Linked DNA regions of Sus scrofa: region 1 is linked to region 2. Evidence: chromatin contacts called from public Hi-C data. All regions are on one chromosome and are shown on one strand. The core of a region is the stretch at or near the end of the contact, and the rest is flanking DNA. Distances in the headings are between cores, read along the strand shown.

Evidence for each region. A called contact is a pair of places that touch in the nucleus more often than the background predicts.
Region 1: a contact with region 2 is called in a Hi-C map of brain, with 8 times the contacts expected there. The contact joins two enhancer-like sites. A contact is called at or near these places in 2 of 47 Hi-C or Micro-C datasets (brain and embryonic fibroblasts).

What each region holds. Positions count from the first base shown.
Region 1 is chr2:96,099,278-96,102,765 of Sscrofa11.1, reverse strand. No RefSeq gene overlaps it. Among named protein-coding and RNA genes, the nearest start is that of MIR9-2, 25 kb to the right of the region's middle. Within about 2 kb of position 2,090, at least 11 of the 83 cell types and tissues checked have an H3K27ac peak or open chromatin away from gene starts, as enhancers often do. A contact at or near this core is called in brain, where this site is marked.
Region 2 is chr2:95,422,536-95,425,891 of Sscrofa11.1, reverse strand. No RefSeq gene overlaps it. Among named protein-coding and RNA genes, the nearest start is that of TMEM161B, 280 kb to the left of the region's middle. Within about 2 kb of position 1,376, at least 7 of the 83 cell types and tissues checked have an H3K27ac peak or open chromatin away from gene starts, as enhancers often do. A contact at or near this core is called in brain, where this site is marked.

The DNA.
Region 1 (3,488 bases), core at 841-3,340, 680 kb before region 2:
TTGGTTTGTCTTAGCCCGGAGTTATAGGGATCTCCCGCCGCGTGCGGTGGAGGGGAGGTCGAGGGAAAAGCCTACGCTGAAGCACCGTTGCTGTAAGGGTCACGTCTGGGCATTGTGAAGTTGAGAATTGTTTTGTTTCCTGGCTACTTTACTGAAGAGATCATTTCTTAAGCTATTAAAATTCGCATTTATCTATTAAAATATATTATTTTATTGTGGTATTTTTATTATAACATATACTTTATATTTGGGACTTAAAATGCTTGTATTTCACTTAAGTAGCTCCCAAACGTTCTTCTCTGGTCTACAATGAAATCTTCGGCCCCCGTGGGTTCCCTGTCATCGCACATTTCTCTCCCTACTAGGGTACAGTTCCCCCCACATCCCTCAGCACGGCAATCTGACAGCCTTGCTAGGAACGTAGCTGCACCCTGTGGCTGACTTCCGACTCTGGACTCCTAGGGACAAATTCATAGCGTGCTGCCAACGTGTCTGGCCCAGAAAGGAGGGAATGGGAACTCCTTCTCTAGGAAGAGCTGAGCCCCCCAATGACAGAGTCCAATCGGAAACCCTGCCACAGCCTTCAGGGCGAGGCCTGGCTCTTCCGCAACCTTAGGGCCTCTCCGACTTATTTCCAGGACAGTTCTGAAGACGAAAATGGGGAGGTTTGGAGAAAATAACACTGCCCTGCTACCCTGCCCCGTGCCCAGTTCTGTTCTTCCTTCCCCCGCAGTACAAACTTTATTTGAGTGTGACTGTCCCTCTGGCTCCGCTGTCCCTCCCTGACGCTGCTGTCCGCTGACATTGGGCCCTAGACGCGCTTCCAGCGGTACGTGCCGGCGCCGCCCGACTACTGCGCTCCCTGCGCTGATCCTCAGTCGCAGTCCCGTCTCGGACGGTGCGAAACGAGCCCAAACGGGTGGTGCTCATGATCTGGGGAGAGCAAATGCCTCGGGTTCCCTATATCTGCCCCCCTGACCCTTAACGTTCAGATTCTATTACCCAGTGAACAGCCCAGCACAGACGGAGGGAGGACCAGCGACCGCTGAAGGCTACCCCGGGGGAGGGGATCATCCCTAAGTTCTCGCTCGAAATTCGGGCTTCGGCCTTGGCCCTCGCGGGAAGAGTGCCTTAGGGAAAAGGACACTAAAAATCCTCAAACCTTGAGGGCAGGACCCGAGAGGAAGGGCCCCGGCAGGCACCGCGATCGGCGAAGTTACTCAACCACTGCCAGACGACAGAATGCTGAGCTCCGAGGCGATGGGGTTTTACTGGGGCCTCTCCAGCTTCTGTGTTCTGCTCTGGTGTGCGCGGAATGGGCAAAGAAAATGCGGAGTTCTGTTTATTCAGAAAAGGGACTTTCGCTCTGAATTACCATGGCCCATGTTTTGCTTTTGACGCATTCAGTTTTGGGGACAATCTTTTCCAAAAACAACTTCTGCACTAGTTAACAGTTAAAATAAATGAAGGGGTGGGGAAAACAAGTCCTTTTATCCTCCTCGCCTTTTTATTTTTATTAAATGAAATGCTCTTGTGTATTACTGTTATTAGTATTTTTGTGGTGTTGTCTTATTTGCCTGAAGGGTGTGAACTCAGAGGCATATGGGCCATTCAACACGTCATTTGTTTCTGGCTTTCTTCTTGTTGAACCAACTAAGCGTCTTCTTTATTTTTATTCTTGAAAGTAGAAATAGGTCATAAGAGTACTGATGAACTTTGTTTACAAAAGCACATTCTGACTCCTTTCCTTTAGTGGCTGAAGGTCCCCGGAGCTTTGAAAGCTCTGCTTTTCTTTAGGTTCAGAAACCAAAACCCGTAAAGCCCACTTCTCAAACCTCTTCCATAGGCGCTCCTTCCCCCGCCGGAAAGAACTGTAAATAACGTGTGCGCGTGCGTGCGCGCGTTGGGTTTAGATTTCAGATACATCAGAAGAGCCAAAGGCCTTGCTCGACATCACTTGCTGAGGGCCTTTTCTCCCTTAATTTGGGGACTAATGTCCCTCTTTGTCGCTGAATTCTGAGGCGACGCCAGGCTTCCGCGCTGGCGGAAGTTTTCTCTGCTACCAAGCCCCATGTGCTGACTCGCCTGAGCTGCATATCCCCTTGTGTCCACTAGAGGTCACTGGCCCCTCGCGGCTCACGGTGCTGCCTGGCGCCTCCCGCTCCTTCAGCTCAAATTAGCCGCGCGTTAATTAACACCCGAGTCCATCAAGGCGAGTTCCTCCGTACAGTACTCCAGGGCTTATATAGGCAATCCAAACCCAGCCAAAGCAAACCTCCCCAAACCCAACACTTCCAGCATGTCCAAAATGGGAGACAAGCGCCTATGTAACCCGGGCCAAGGTATAGTGCCATCACGCTTTAACTTTTATTGGGTGGGGCTTGTTAAATTGCTGTGAAGATAGCTTTCTCTGCGAGCGCAGGTTCCGCGGGGCCGCCTCTGCGCGCCAGCTTTCGGAGGGCAGTGCGCGTTCTGGCCACCCCCAGCATACTGATCCTGGGGCTAATTTATCCTACTCGGCAGCCACCGGGGAGAGGGACCCAGGTCTACACCCTCTTAGGTGCACACGAATGTAAAAGAATATTTATTTAGGGTGCAGGAACAACAACAAAAAAAATCCACATGTATTTGAAATTGGTAGAGAAAAGAAACAGAAACGACGTTTCTCCTGTCTACAGATTCGGTCTGAGGAAGTGGGGGGGGGGTTTGAGAAGGACGCCAGGAAATCGACGCTGGTGATTTTAACACGCGAGGAAGGGGGAGCATGCAAATGTCCAGGGACAGTCCCTGCTTCTGGCTGAGTGTTAGTGGTTTTGTTTTTGTTTTTTAAAGATTCCCCCCAGAACTTGAGGTTTAGATTCCCCCCCGCAACCAAAGCCCCCAAAGCATTTTCCATTATGGACTGGGGACACTGAGTCTGTCGCGTCTCCACAGTCTCAACTAAATCCCTAAGAACTGCATGAAAGGAAGCCTGGGTTTATTCGAATAGCACTGTCGAAATTCTTAGTATTTGTAAATCGCCACAAGTTCTTTTGACACGGTGTCCTGGTGAGTGGACGGGTCACCTGAGGAGGTTGTAATTCTTTTGCAGAAAAATTTCGGAAACATTAACACGGGGTCTGACGGAGTTTACATGGTCCGAGGTCTTTCGTCTCAGCCGGGAAGCCGGAGTTTTGGGGAGGAGGATTGTGGATATCCCAGTAGTCTGGGGACTAATCCTTTATCACGGGGTTACTGGTGCAGACCCCAAAGACATTCAGGTTTTTGGGAGAGCAGGATTCAGTGCTTTAATCACTATTTGCCAAAACTGCTCGTTTATAAGCAAATGATATTTGAAGCACCCTCATTGCCAGATAGAGATTCTCTTAGGTTGGTTTAAGCATGGCCGATTAATGAAGCCACTGTCAGCCTTCAGGGGAAAGTGGCATCCTATCAGGCCAAGCCGTGAGTGCCTCCAAGATGGGCTTCAATGGCCCCCCGGAAGGCGG
Region 2 (3,356 bases), core at 127-2,626:
CAAATCTCTTTCAGTATATTTAGAAGCAAAATATTTCACTGATTAAAACATAAGACAGAAAATCATTAGTTCCAGGAGCTAAATGTATATCTGGTTTGGATTTGCTGAGTAACCCTAGGCAAAACACTTAACCTTTCTTTCTCAATTAATCTGTGAAATGGAGTTAAAATATTATCTTGTACCAGTAAAGTGCAGTTAATAAATCATTGTATACATAGAGGTTTATACATACTATGTAAACAAAAATGTTGAACAGGTCAGTATTCCCTGGACTAAATTAATTTTAAAAAATTCTTAGGCGTATAAGATTGAATGTGTAATTCATTTCATGATTAGACTATTTATAAAAGAAATCCACATTTTTTTCCCCCTGCATTTCTGGTTGATTATTTCTCCCACTAAATGTACTGTCTCATCAAAGCAGTGTTTGTTCATTTGCAGAATCGTTTAGCGTGTATTGGACTATGGGGACCTGAGATGGAACTTTTCCCATTTAAGAAAATAGCCCCTTTGTAGTTAGATCCCTGTAGGGGACACTTTAGGAGAGTGATGTTGTTATATCATGCTTACAAATACCTCATCTGGGTTTGGAGTCTCTGATATATCTGCTCGTTCAAGATAGCGGCACTTAGCAATTCAACAAGATGTAAGTTGGCTAATAAACAAAGCCAGTATTCTCTGGAGGGAGTTGAACAACACTTCCTGTGTTTGACTCTGGCTGCCCTGAAGTTGTTTTAAGCCCAGCACTGCTGGTGATGTTTCCCCCTGGTGCACTGAACAGCTCATGCCATGTCAAAGGGCGTTGACCTTTTCACTTGTAGAACAAAAAGACTGGAAACAAATTATGCTCTGAGAACTGGTCAAAGGATAACAAAAAAAAAAAAAAAAAAAAAAAAAAAAGGAAGAAGCAAAAAGAAAAAAAGTGCTTGACCCTCCCCTCCCAAACAAGTGATGAACACAAATTCTAAGCTTTGGAGCATTATCTTTAGAGTATTAGCTCTTTAACAAAATTTTCTTGAAAATGTAATATGAGAATTTGCTTCACTTTACTCTGAAACCACCCACCTCCACCCTCTTGTCTCCCTTTGCAGAACATCATGAACCAGCTACTGTTGTCTCTGCTCCCCCTGTCCCACTGATTCTATTCCAATTTACGAGCTGTCCACTGCGGAGCTGAGGCTTCCAGCAAGAATGACTCATCTGCAAGTTTTGTTCGTGGTTTCTAAGAGTATATTTAGTGTGGAGAACTGGAGGATGTAGCATCTCCAAACACATGCTAGGGTACAGAATTTGAGTGGGAGGAAGAGGATGGGGCTAAAATAGAACTGTAATAAGCCAAAGAACTGGAGGCCCGGCTTAGCCTTCTCAGCTGTGTAGCTTCAGCAACACCTACAGTTCCTGGCCAAGAATGGCACGCCGGTGGAGTGCAGTGGAAATCAGTCCTCTCCAGGGGTTTCAGTTGGAAAAATAATGTGAAAACATCCTTAATGTAAAAAGTAATCACAAGTAAAATGAGTAAATGATGCTATGCTTTACTATTGTTTCTAGTTGATGGAAAAGGATTTTTTCCTTCTATCAGTGAAATTAGACAACACTTGCCCAGGAGCTACCTGTGCAGGTAATTTTGTTGGGTGGGCTGATCACAGTCAGAATCCTTAAGAAATTGTTGAATTTGGATCTTCCATAGTAAAACCCAAGTTGAATTTGACACGGTTTCAGGGGCCCCTTTCTTCTTCCTCCCAAACATTCAAGGTCAGTTATGAAGATCCAGTTAGGATTTGATGTTTAGGTAGCTTGTCAGTTCATTGGCTTCCACCCCTTAGTCAGCATTTAGAAGCAGTGATCACAAAAGTGGAGAATCTGAGGCCCAGGTCCCCACACACTCCGAAGTGTGACCAAAGTAGCTTTCTTTTGTTGAAACTAACACTTCCCTCAAGGTCTTTAACTGCAGGTCTTTCCTTGCCTTATGGCTCTTTGTTTCTTTATGTATCCCATTTTTTTCTCTGGCTGTTCCTATTTTTTTCTTGCCGGTCAGTCTTTTCTTCTTTCATTTTCTTTTCACTGTTCCTTCTCCTGTTCCCCCCCCCCCTTTCATTTCTTTTCCTTATCTGATTATATTTGAACTATAGATTATATTTAAATAGCTTCTAAATCTTTGCAGAAAGTTTCATATATATACATACATATATATATATATATATATATATTTTTTTTTTTTTTTAATACCCACTTAGGTCATTGTTCCTTTGTGTGAAAACTTGATCTTTGTTATCCCTCAAACGGAATCATGGATAATGACAATTTTTATTTACCTTATGGACAAAGAGAGTAGGGTAGGATTCAGTAATTTTAATTGCAATTTCAATCATACTTTATAAATAACTGGTATTATTTCATTCCTCAGATCTTTTCTTGTTGGTCTAATGTATAGCCAGTTATATTTAAGTTAAATATTAACTGTAGTCTATCAATATAGGGGGAAAATCATCCATTTATCTGATAACCAAATAAATATAAATTGAGTTACTTACCTTCCCTTATTTTTTGCCAAATTGTATAAGCAAGAGGAAAAAAAATTACGCCCCCAATGCTTGTGATAGTTCTGTGAAATTCAGGATTCACTGTATACATTGCCAGTAGGAATATAAATTGATCCTTTCTCTCTCCCTCTCTGTTTTTCTCTCCATATGTGTGTATATATATAAATATGTTAAATATTGCATATGTATACACAGATACATATACAAATACATATACTGTAAGAATACATACATGTTTTCTCTGTAAGAAGACACATATGGAGAAACATTGCACCAAGGTCTTGTAAGCTTTATTTTTATTTTTTATTTTTTGGCTGCACCTGTGGCACATAGAAATTGCTGAACCAGGGATCAAGTCTGAGCCACAGCTTCCAGGGATAAAACCCATGCCACCACAGAGACAACCCTGGATCTTTAACCTGCTGTGTCACAGCGAGAACTCCCTTGATTTTTAATTTTTTTCTTCAAGCTGTAAAAATGTTGAAAGGTAACATCATTAAATTACTTTGCATTCCAAGGGGAAAATTATATTTGCTCTCTCTTGTTGATCATTATTTACATCATTGTAGTAGGAAGTTGCTCCCCAGTTCCACCAAATAAAAAATATTGTTTTCTAAATATATTAACTTTTTAAAAAATCCTCTTCTAGTAGTCTTATTCATACAAAAAAAAAAAAAAAAAAGCATAGCTTGATACTACAGTAAAGAAAAAGCAAAAAGGGAAATGCCAACACAGAATTCTTATCACCATTACAAAACATAATTTTATTTCTGAAAAAATCTGCCTTGCTTTTCTCTTTGGGCAACATTTAATATT